3 separate regions of the Sus scrofa genome follow, and all the other regions are linked to region 1. Evidence: chromatin contacts called from public Hi-C data. All regions are on one chromosome and are shown on one strand. The core of a region is the stretch at or near the end of the contact, and the rest is flanking DNA. Distances in the headings are between cores, read along the strand shown.

Region 1 (3,663 bases), core at 811-3,310:
CCAGGACCTAGCGCCTCGCCCCAAGCAGAAAAAAAGAGGATTTAGCCTTTCGAGAGACGAAGACAAAACCTATGGAAACACTCTCCTTGCCTCTGAGGACAAAGGGCTTAGAGGTTTGCTCTCTGTCCCTGGAGCTTCTGTGGTTCAGCATCACATCTGAGCACCACGCTGACCCGGATCAACAAAACTTACACTCAGCGCGCTTCTGATGAATCTTCCTAAAAAATGATTTTTTTCTTTTTGGGAACAGGCAGAGAAGTGAGCACTGAGGCCGCCCAGGAGGAAGTTCTCAAAGCTCTTGAGTGAAAGTCACGTTGCTGAAAGGAGGCGCTCCGTCGAGCCTTAGCCAGTAAGGAACCCGCTTGCCGCCCTGTCCTGGAGAAGCCCTCAGAGCCGGGGTGGAGAGGGGTCCGTGCCCTGCCTGCTCTGAGGAGTTCTCAGGCTGGGAGCTGGGGGGACTCTGAGGCTCCCCCAGAGCCCCCAGAACACAAGAACAAAAGCAGAAAGTCCCAGGACTGGTTGCAAAGATGGGATTCTTCCTCACTGCCCGTGCCTCCCGCCCCTCCTCGTTTCACTTCTCTCCCGCTCACTTTCCTCCTCCCTCCACCCAAGGGCAGGAGGACCTGAGACCTCAGCTTGCTCTCCTGCTGGGCTTCTGCGCCATCAGAACCCCTCTTCGGAAGCCCTGGGGCGGGCGTGGCCACTGTGGCCTTTGCTGAGGGCGTTCGGCGGTGCTCAGAGATTGCAACGCCCCAGGGGAGGGTTGGTGGCTGACGTGAGGTCAGCAGATCTGGGTTTGTATGCAGGAATCTGTTTTGTAAAAAGCACTCATCATTCTTGCCTTCAGAGAGTTTGGAACCACTTTGTAAGGACCTGAACTTTGGTAGTGCTGCTGCCACACCCAGCCCCTTCCGAGGGGCCCCAGGGAGCGGGCTGGCCCCTCCACGGCTCTGCAGAGGGAGCTTCACGCACGGGGAAGTTCTGGCAGCACGAAGGACAGCAGGGAGTCTTCCAGAGCACTGCGTGATTGACGGAGCCAGGCTTCTTCTCAGTAGTTAGTTATCCTCAGGGCCAAGGAGGCGGGGTGGGGGCCTGCTCCTGGGGGCCACTGGCTTCCTCCCTGCCCCTATTGGCCACAGCACCTTCCACCTGCTGATGCACTTATATGATGTGACGCCCACCGGCAGGTGTGATAAGCCCGCAGACGAAGATGGTCCCTGGGAGTCTGAGGTTGAGAATTTGAGGATCCCTAGGATGAGCTCCCTGACTCCGAGCTGCAGCCTGCTGGTCAGCCAGAGATGGACACGGAACAGCTAACTTGACTCTAACTGCAACGGAGTCCAAGGAGATGTGACGAGAGGGCTGGGGAAGCACAGAGGAGTGAATGACTAAACCCACGTTGAAGCAGAAGTGGCATTTGGTTTTGGTTTTGTTTTTTTGTCTCTTTAGGACCGCACCTGCAGCATATGCAAGTTCCCAGGCTAGGGGTTGAATCAGAACTGTAGCTGTCGGACGACACCACAGCCACAGCCATAGCCACACGAGATCCCAACCGTGTCTGTGACCTACAACACGGCTCATGGCAACACCGGATCCTTAACCTGATGATGGGGGCCAGGGATCACACTCCCGTCCGCATGAATACTAGTTGGGTTTGTTACTTCCGAACCACAGTGGGAACTCCAGAAGTGACATTTGAGAGCTGAGTCTCAAAGAATAAATGAAAAGACACCGAACAGATGGGGAAGGAGACGGCCTTTCAGACGTCTCCGCCGTGCGTGTCTTTTTTTGGGGAAAAGCCTCCTCCCTTGGCAATAATCCTGCTCAGCCCACGAGATTCAGATGAAGCGAATCCGCTTTCCTTACCGGGTGGTGGTGCACAGTCCCCGAGGGACTGGGGGCAGGTGGAGGCCAGGCCAGTGGGAGACCGCTAGGAATATTGTTTTTGTGCTACGGGAAAGCCATGCCCTCTTTCTGTGGTGTTTTGGTGTCAACAGGATCACTGAAGGCTGTGAGCAGCTGACACACTACGACACGGAGAGGGCCTGGCCAAGTTCAAGGCCAGGCCACTGCAAGCGGAAAGGTTAGTTGGAGGGACACGGTATCCTTGGTCCCTTGAACTTCCAGGTTATGTCAACCAATAAATTCTTTTTTGGTTGTTTAAGCAGAAAGGCTATAATAAATAGGCAAAGAAGCAGCCGTTTGCAAAGGATGAAACCATGAGAAGCCAGGGTGGGCCTGAGGGTGGTGGAAAGGCCAATGGAACAGAGCCGGAGCTGTGTGCAGGGCAGAGGCTGGGAAGGGGCTGGAGCAGGACTGGAAGGGCCTTGTGGACCCCGAGGAGGCGTCGTTAAGGCTGTAAGCGTGAGAGTGACGTCGGCAGTGTAACTCTGGTGTTGGCATAAGCAGTGCGGACTGGACCTGGCGTCCAGGGAGGGGCGGTTAGAACAGGCTGGTGGGGAGCTAACAAGGCCTCTGGGGTTCAGAGAGCCTGGAAGGCAAGAGGAGGAGTTGAGAAATACTTAAAAGATGAGGAGACAAAGCTCAGTGAGTAGATGCGACAGGGGCAGTGGAGGAGCCAGGACGGCAGGCTCTGAGCTCAGGCACACCGGCTCTGCATCCTGTCTGCGCCACTAACGGCTGGGGTCAGGATCTTATTTAGGCTCTTTAAGGCTCAGCTTCCGCATCCGTCAAGTGGGAACGACAGTGCACACTTGACGGAGCTGCTGGATGATCAAAGGGACTGGGGTATGTAGAGGCACCTAGCAGAGCGCTTGGCACAAACTTCCATACTAAGTGAGAGCTGCTGTGTGGAAGGCGACTCAAGGGTGACCCTGAAACCCCTAGCTTGAGAATCTGGAAGAACACAGAGGACCAGGATAGGTTTTATGGGGAGGGAGAACACAGATTTGGTTTGGGACCCGCTGAGTCTGATGAGCCTGCAGACCCTGGGGTGGAGCGTCCAGCAGGCAGGGGGACCCCGGAACTTGAGCTCTGGTGGACACTGCAGGTGACGGCAGGCAGGAGACACCTGAGGACAGCATGGACACTTTGTGGGCTACAGGGAGGAGGAGCAGCCAGGGAGGAGGCAGGAGAGGGGACGAGGGACCTCTTTCCATTGTGGACAAGCTGTTTGTGTGAATAGGACCCCGCTCTGTCTGGGGGCTGTTGGGATTCTTCTCTCTTCAGTGGGGAAATGAGAGCTGAAGCCCAAGACCACCTGACTTGCTAAGGGGTCTCTGGCTCCACCTACAGGGCTGGCCTGGGGCGGGGGGCAGCGTGGCCCTCCAGGTACCTGCGGCCCTTACCTCCAGGTACTGATTAGCCAGGCGCAGGGTGCGATCGGTGACGTTAAATACATCCCTCCAGTCGAAGCTGGCCACGTCGTCGGCCCGGCCCTCTCGAGGGCCCCTGTAGAGGAAGCTCAGAATGGCTTCAGCAGTAACACCGCCCTCGCCAAATTGCCTGTTGAAAGCGGCTTTTACCGTCGGGTTCTCCAGGGAGTCCTTGGAAAGAAGAATACAGTTCACAGCATTTAGAATGCCACGGGATCTTTAGTCAATTTTTAGGCCATTTCCAATCTTTAATGAACAGGACAGACTCTGTCTAGTGGGTTTGCTTCCATCATCATGAGGCCTATCCCATTTCTCCCCAGCATGCAGT
Region 2 (3,665 bases), core at 630-3,129, 220 kb after region 1:
ATCTCCTTCTATTTCTTTCTGTCATTCTCTGCTCCAATTTGTGTTCATTTAGATCTATAGCATTTTACACAAACCAAGTTCGGCATCGTCTTTCAAAAGCCTTTCTGTTTTTGTTTGTTTGTTGCTGACAATGTAGTCATAAAATTATTTACCGAAGAGCAATGAGATTGTTATCTGTCCTTGTGGTCAAGAACCTATGATGCTGCTCACCGGAAAAGTAGGGAGGTGAAGACATAGAAGAGTAAAGAAGGCTGGAATGAGTTCCTTGCTGTGATTTCACCTGCTTACTCTTGCAAATCCAACTCATGACAATCAATTTATGAAAATGAAGTATTAAAAAACTTATCAAGTAATAATAAACCATAAACAAAATGCTGCTGAAGCTCCGCTCCCCCACATCCTCAGCTCCAGTTTGGACATAACAGGAGTGTTTTAAATGGTACTAGGCGGAGGCCCTGGCAGGAAGGAAGCATCGGATATTGCTGGAACATATCTTTGTTTGAGCAACAGCTCATGAGAAAGGTCACCGTTATGCTCTGCTTTCAAACGCTCTGTTTGTTTTGAATTTAGTACTGAAGGTTTCATCACAAATGCTGGTTTATAATCATTGAGGCACAAAATCCTGCAGTACTAACCTTTTCACTCCTAAGTAGAGAATAAAATCCAAACCTTGTATGTTCACTACTGTTTTGATCAGAATATGATCTTTTACTAAAGATCAAAAGACTTCCTATTTATGGGCTCGGGGGTCCTACTTATTTACAACATCCCAATAGTGGGTTTAAAGGAAATTTACCCTTATAAAATTTCCCCTTCAGTTTTAGTGTTATTTGTGCCCTAGTCAAACTCATGGTCAGGGTTTGAGATGCAAGGCTTTCTGGACTTTGCTTCCTAACATTGTATCGCATTTGTTTATTGGACCAAGTCAGTGGCTCTGAGATCCTAAGAAATACCTGAACTTTTTCTGTGCAAAATGTTTGCTGACAAATGCAATAAACATCAGATGGCCTCCTTCCTGGAAGGGCTGACATATCAAGAATGGTAAAAGCAGTAGTAGGAGAAATGTCTGCTAAAACTTTGAGGGGGAGAGAGAAAGGAATCTATTAAACCTCTCCGTTTATAGTTTTGTTTTCCCTGTTGGCTGGGCCGCTGTATTCCCATGTCCGCTGCACGTTCCACTGCGGGAGCCTGGAGCTCTCAGAATAAACTTTGGGAAAGGCTGGGCCCACCCTCTGGGGATAAGGGAGCCAGAGGGAGGAAGGGGAGGGGTAAAGGACAAGGGAAGGGGACGTGGCCTTCCTGTGTTTGGATGACCTTCTTATGTTTATCTGGAGGGCCCGGCAGCCCCGCTGCGGGGTGTCATTCTGCCCTGTTTCCCCACGTGATCTCCTTCTCAGTGCTCTGCGGATAAAGGAGCTTCACTCCTGCTCCAAGGAGGAGATTCACGTCTCTGTGGAGAAATGAAAGTGTACATGTCTGCTGGGGGTGAGTGCCGCGAGAAGGAAGGCTTAGCACCACGCCCAGAAGCCTGGGTCCAACGGCTCCCTGGAGGAAAGAACTGGGTGTCTCTGGGAGACGTTTGAGGAAGAGCCCCCCCCCCCCCAGGCTTCTGCCTTCCTGCTGAGAACCAGACCAGAGCAGAGCGTGTCTTCCTTCTCATGAACCCGCATCATTTAGAATAATGCCCCCCACCAGAGGGCATCCCATAAATATTTCCTGAAAGAGTGAAGCACTGAATGAATGAATGAGCAGAGTCGCTGAAAGGGAACTGGACAGCAGGCAACGGGGAGGGAGGGGGAGCCCTGCAATGGCTAATGTACGTTCCAGGGCCTCTCTATGGCCTGGGTAGCTCCACTTCAAAGACCGTTTCAAGCCTTCCTGCCACACATTCCTGGTGGGTGAATCACTTGTTTCCTCTGGTAGGTGAGACTAACTGCTCCAGGCCCCACCTCTCCTTTTCATTTCAGGGTTGACCTCTCTCCCCCAGCCAGGCCTTAGCCTAAACGTTATTTCCCGAGAGAAGCTGTTCCCTGCTGTCCTCGCTCTGCTCCATCGAAATTGATGCTCCCAACATACCTCTTAGGAAATTCCATTTTCTTTGTAACACAATTTCTAATTATACTCATCTGTGTGGGAATCCACTCGATGCCTCTTTTCTTCACTCGATTATAAAGAGAGGGGACCATGTTTTATCTTTAGCACCTAGCGCAGTACCTGACATATGGTAAGCGCTCAGCAAGTTTGAGTTACATAAATGAATGAGCAGATTAATGAGTGGATTCCTAAGTAGGAATGGAGGATAAAGGTCAGTGTCCAGAAGTCCTATCCCAATCAGACCCTGAGCGCTTCATGAGTTTAAGGTTCTGGAAGGGGATGAAGTATTCAGTAATCATAAATAATGTGCATTTTACCTTTGGAAGCTAACTAGCAATCAAGACTCCTGGGAGTTCTGTAATTTCCTCTTCCATACCCAAAATAGCAACTTCTTTAGTATCCAAACTTCAGAAGGACCCTTTTCCTCGCACCACACACCTTGGCAATGTTCTTGTTAGTTTCTTCCTTCCCATTCCCATGGGGACCATTGGATCCAGCGAATTAGGTTTCTTCCCCTTACAAGTTAGAGAAATTCAATTCTGCTTAGCTAAAAGCAAAACTAGGAATAAATTGGATCATGTGTCTGGGAAGTTGATGGGGCTGGTTGGCTTTGCACATGCTTAAATCCAGGGGTCACATGAATGCTCAGGATGCCACCTCTCTCACCACCTTCTTGCTTAAGCTTAAGATGGACAGGCAGGACCCCTGCCTCACCACCAGGGTGGACTCTGATGGCACCCATCTAACCATCCCTGGATAATCCTTGTTGGGGGAAGAGGGAAGACTCTGATTGGCCCGGCCTGAGTAACATGCTCAACCTGTAGCCCTTGTATGCAGGAGAGTGGGTGCAATCACAGAGAGAGTTCCCCAAGGAAAAGAGGGACTGCATTACCGAGATGAGCCGAAGTGGTGCTAGATCATCAAGAACAATCGGCTCTCTTCCTGGCAGCCACCCTGGGCCAGGCGGAGTGGCAGGGCCTTTCCCTACATGAGGCAGGATGTCAGGGGAAAGGAGGATGAACTATGGAATCAGATCGCTTTTGTCCAAACCCCACCTCTCTCTTTGACCAGCTACGTTATTTTGGACAAGTTAACCTCTTTAGGTCCAAATTTCTTTCTATGAAACAGTGATGTAAGACACTCAGTGGGGGCGTTCCCATGGTGACTCAGCTGGTTAAGAACCCTGCTAGTATCCACGAGGATGTGGGTTTGATCCCTGGCCTAGGTCAGTGGGTTAAGGATCCGGGGTTGCCATGAGCTCAGATCCTACGTTGCTCTGGCTGTGGTGTAGGCCGGCAGCTGTAGCTACGATTAGACTCCTAACTTGGGAACTTCCGTATGCAGCAGGTGCAGCCCTCCCCCCAAAAAATGAAAACAAAACAAAACAAACAAACAAAAAAAACACTCAGTGCAATAGTGTTCATCCTTAAAAGGGAAGAAAATTCTGGCAAATGCTAAAACATGGGTGAGCCTTGAAGATGCTGTGCCAAGTAAAATAAACCAGACACACTTATATGAAACATCTAGAAGAGTCAAATTCACAGAGACAAAAAGTAGAAGGGCCTGGAACC
Region 3 (3,730 bases), core at 202-2,701, 260 kb after region 1:
CACTCCCTCCCCCCTCCCCCTTGGCAACCGCAAGTCTGTTCTCCATGCCTGTGAGTCTGTTTCTGTTTTGTATAAAGGTTCATTTGAGCCATATTTTAGATTCCACATATAAGTGGTATCACATTTGTCTTTCTCTTTCTGACTTACTTCACTTAGTGTGAGAATCTCTAGTTGCAATGAGTCAGATCAGTTTCTATTTTGTTTTCTAGATACTCTTCCCCAAAGATGGGAGTCTAAGAGTTCCCACTGTGGCTCAGTGGGTTGAGAATCCAACTAGTATCCATAAGGATGCAGATTCCATCCCTGGCCTCACTCAGTGGGTTCAGGATCCAGAGTTGCCACGAGCTGTGGGTGTAGGTCACAGGCCCAGCTCAGACCTGGCGTTGCTATGGCTGTAGCATAGGCCGGCAGCTGCAGCTCCAATTCCCCCCCTAGCCTGGGAACCTCTATATGCTGTGGGCGAGGCCCTAAGAAGACAAACAGAAAGACAAAGACAGGCGTCCTTTGGCTTCCCCGACATGTGACATGTCAAATGGACAGCCACCACGTCCCTGATTCATTCTCTAACTGCACCTGGGCTCTTGCTCCCGGCTCTGCCCCACTCCTGCCCCCTGCCCCCTGTCCCCTTGTCTGACCTGTCTCCCTTTTTGCTCACATCCAGTTGCCAGAACACGTCACTTCCCCCCCGTCATCTCGGTCCCACCCAGCCCTCATCTCTTGTCCTGCGACCATGACCACTATTCGAGCGCAGCTCACCTCTGTCCTCGAATCTGCCAGAAGCCTCCCGATTGGCTCTTGGCTTGAAGCCTTGCTCTTTTCCAGTCTGTCTAATCCTAAGCTATGATCTAGAGAAACATGGTCTATTTGGGATCACTGGCTCGCACCTCAGCAGCAGGCCTGGAAGGGAAAAGGGGTGCCTGGTATTTGCAGACTTTTGTGGCAGGTGAGCCCGGCAGCGGGAACAGGTGGAGGGGGCATTGACATAGCAACTGACGGTGTGGCAACCACTGCTTAAAAATCAGGCCCTGCCCTTGAGGATGTGGTGGTCTCCCCCTCACCGCCCAACCTCAGTCCTTGCCCGGCCCACCAGGCCCCTCACGTCGGCCCTCAGTCCTTGTCTCTCAGAAATGACCAGTGCTCTTCCACCCAGGCCCTCTGTGCTTGCCTCCTTCTCCCAAATCACACCTCCGATGTCACCTTTCCAGGGAGGTCTCCCCGGCACCCCCTGCGTTCCTCCCCAGAGTTCTCTCCCTACTTATGTATGTGTTTGTTTATTTTCTGTTTCTCCTCTCTGACAAATGGACAAATGGACTCTGTCCATTTTGTTCTTGGCTGTATTCCCAGGGCCTAAAAGAGGGTCTGGTGCACAGTTACCTAATAAACACCAGCTGCACACCTGATAGCAGCGTCCCATTCCCTTTGCTCGCTCCCTAGCGGGATCTGCACGTTCCAGCCAGGGCTGCAAGAGGAAGTTTCCTACTTCTGGGTGCTGGGGTGGAGGACAGGGAGGGTTCGACTGGCTTAGAAGCCCCGTTCTCTTGGCAGCATTCATTGGCTCCGAGGTGGACACCTCCTCGAGTCCAAGTCCAACAGGACAGGCAGTGGGTGGGCCGGGGCGGGCATGGGGTGGGGTGGGGGGAGGTGGCCCAGGTCAGTCTGGTCCAGCCGAAGTCCCTTGGGCTTTGTGCTTAGGGGGTGTGGGAAGCACTCTGTCCTCTGCCGGGGCTTCGCCCACCCTGGTCACTGTGGAACGGCTGCAGGGACTCTGCTAACAGGAGGAACCCTGGCCAGAGGACTAGGTCCAGAGCTGAGCCAAGAGCACAGACCAGCAAAGACGAGCAGACCCAGAGCCCCTGCCACGGTGCAAACCTCTCCTTCTAATCCTGCCGGATCTTCACCATTTCTGGACTCTTTGTATCGTGAACTAGTGAATTCCATTGTTTAAGTTAGCTCAAGGTCAGGTTTTTTTTTAATGTGTGTGTCATTTAAGCATCCTCGGTAATTCACGGTCCCTAAAACAGTATCACACCATGGTGATGTTTTAAGAAGGACATTGACTAATTAGAGTATTTATTACTGAATGAATGAATTCATCCAAAAAATATTTATGGAGTACCGTACAACTCCTTCAGGGAGTGAGCTAAATGGTAAAAGATATAAAACCTACCTCATGAGAGGGAAAATAAGAAACGGGGAGTGTTTAGCCTCAAGACAGAAGACTGAGAAGGGCCATCTGGGGCGTCTTCATGATAGACGTAGGGCAGTGCGTGTGAAGGTGTGGACACATCAAAACGTGGAACTAGATGCGACCTGGTGGAATACAAGATATCTGATTTCTGTTTTAGATGCCAAGCGCCTCATCTAAGATACCAGGAGGAAATACAGTCCCAGAGAACAAAGCAAGGGAAGGCAAAATCTTGCCCTTAGCTTGGCCTTTGACTCTAGACCCCCGTGTTTCCTCTCAAAAGAGGACTGGCCTGGAGGGGCTAGGATCGAGGGAGGTGGAAGGCTTCCTCCGGTTCCTTCCACCTGAAAGCCCAGACCCTTGCTGTGGGGCTTATTGCTTCACTGGGAAGAGGGTAGAGTCCGAGCCAGATGGAGCACCCACCGCAGAAATAGCAACTCATCTCTTTGTCTGTATCTGACCCTCCCCCGTCCCTTTGTTGAGCCTTCAGATGAGATCACAGCCTTGATCAGTAGTGGAACAGCAACCTCCTGCGGGACCTTGAGCCATGGATTTCTGACATTTGAGAAGATAATTTGTTACACAGCAGACAACCAGCATAAATGGGTACATAAAATTCCCGTAAGTAAATGCAGGTTTTATTTCTACCTTTTCCCAATTGTATTGAATATCTTTGTGCATACAGTCTTGAGAATTCCTAAAAGTCATGGTGTGGGATAAATTCTAGGACATGGAATCATTTGCTCCTATTTTGAGTTACAATACTGTCAAGTCATCCCCCTAAAAGGTTATATACAGCTCATACTCCCAATGAAATGTGTCTAAGAGTGTCTTGCCCCTTAACCTTGCCCATACCAAGCATTATAAATCTTTAGCATTTACTAATTTAAAAGGGAAAAAGTAGGTATCATGTATTGACTGCTTTCTCCACGCCGATCCCTGGCCTAGGGCTTTACCTGCTCAGGCCCTTCAGCAACGCTATGGGTTAGGTATTATTGTTACTCCCTTTAGTTCCCCAGTGGAGGAAACAAGACCTGATCCAGGTCCCGTAATGAAATAGTAGACCAGGTGGTCTCAGGAAGCCTGATTTCAGCACCTGAGCCTTGACTGGCTGGTGAGATTGAGCCTGGTCTCGTCCAGCACCATCTCTGTGAGCCGCATTTTCATATTCTCTCCCGCTGTGCTGGGCATCTTCTCTTTGCCACTCTTCCCCTTCACCTCTCTGCTCTCACCCTAGACATCTGGCCCCGTGGGTTTCATCAGCCTGGCCCCAGTGCCCTCTGGCTCCCCGCGGGTGGTTGATTGGAGGCGAAAGGGAATAAACTCAAAGTGTTTACTCCCCTGGCTCCTCTTGCGGGGCTGCCTCGGCCTGGTTGTGTCTTTCAAAACAAAGTTCATTGCTCTTCTAACCTGACCCTCTCTGACACTGGGCTCCTGTAACCTTTCCCCCTTTGACCTTTTGCACATAGAGGGGTAGCTGGTTGGCCACACCGAACCTCCGGTCACCGTACTCGCTGTGCCTTTCACTCACCGCTGCTCAGGTAG

Evidence for each region. A called contact is a pair of places that touch in the nucleus more often than the background predicts.
Region 2: a contact with region 1 is called in a Hi-C map of liver, with 2.6 times the contacts expected there. The contact joins two enhancer-like sites. A contact is called at or near these places in 1 of 47 Hi-C or Micro-C datasets (liver) and 2 of 2 datasets of contacts at active chromatin or transcription factors (alveolar macrophages and skeletal muscle).
Region 3: a contact with region 1 is called in a Hi-C map of liver, with 2.0 times the contacts expected there. The contact joins two enhancer-like sites. A contact is called at or near these places in 2 of 47 Hi-C or Micro-C datasets (liver and subcutaneous adipose tissue) and 2 of 2 datasets of contacts at active chromatin or transcription factors (alveolar macrophages and skeletal muscle).

Annotation. Positions count from the first base shown.
Region 1 is chr4:123,245,783-123,249,445 of Sscrofa11.1, reverse strand. ABCA4 (retinal-specific ATP-binding cassette transporter) reads right to left here. Exons shown (of 51, transcript XM_021090184.1): 11 at 3,309-3,506. Among named protein-coding and RNA genes, the nearest start is that of ABCA4, 45 kb to the right of the region's middle. Within about 2 kb of position 2,060, at least 11 of the 83 cell types and tissues checked have an H3K27ac peak or open chromatin away from gene starts, as enhancers often do. A contact at or near this core is called in liver, where this site is marked.
Region 2 is chr4:123,027,440-123,031,104 of Sscrofa11.1, reverse strand. No RefSeq gene overlaps it. Among named protein-coding and RNA genes, the nearest start is that of ARHGAP29, 53 kb to the left of the region's middle. Within about 2 kb of position 1,879, at least 44 of the 83 cell types and tissues checked have an H3K27ac peak or open chromatin away from gene starts, as enhancers often do. A contact at or near this core is called in liver, where this site is marked.
Region 3 is chr4:122,989,837-122,993,566 of Sscrofa11.1, reverse strand. It overlaps LOC102161678 (a long non-coding RNA gene), which reads left to right. Exons shown (of 7, transcript XR_002343596.1): 2 at 2,669-2,806. Among named protein-coding and RNA genes, the nearest start is that of ABCD3, 62 kb to the right of the region's middle. Within about 2 kb of position 1,451, at least 4 of the 83 cell types and tissues checked have an H3K27ac peak or open chromatin away from gene starts, as enhancers often do. A contact at or near this core is called in liver, where this site is marked.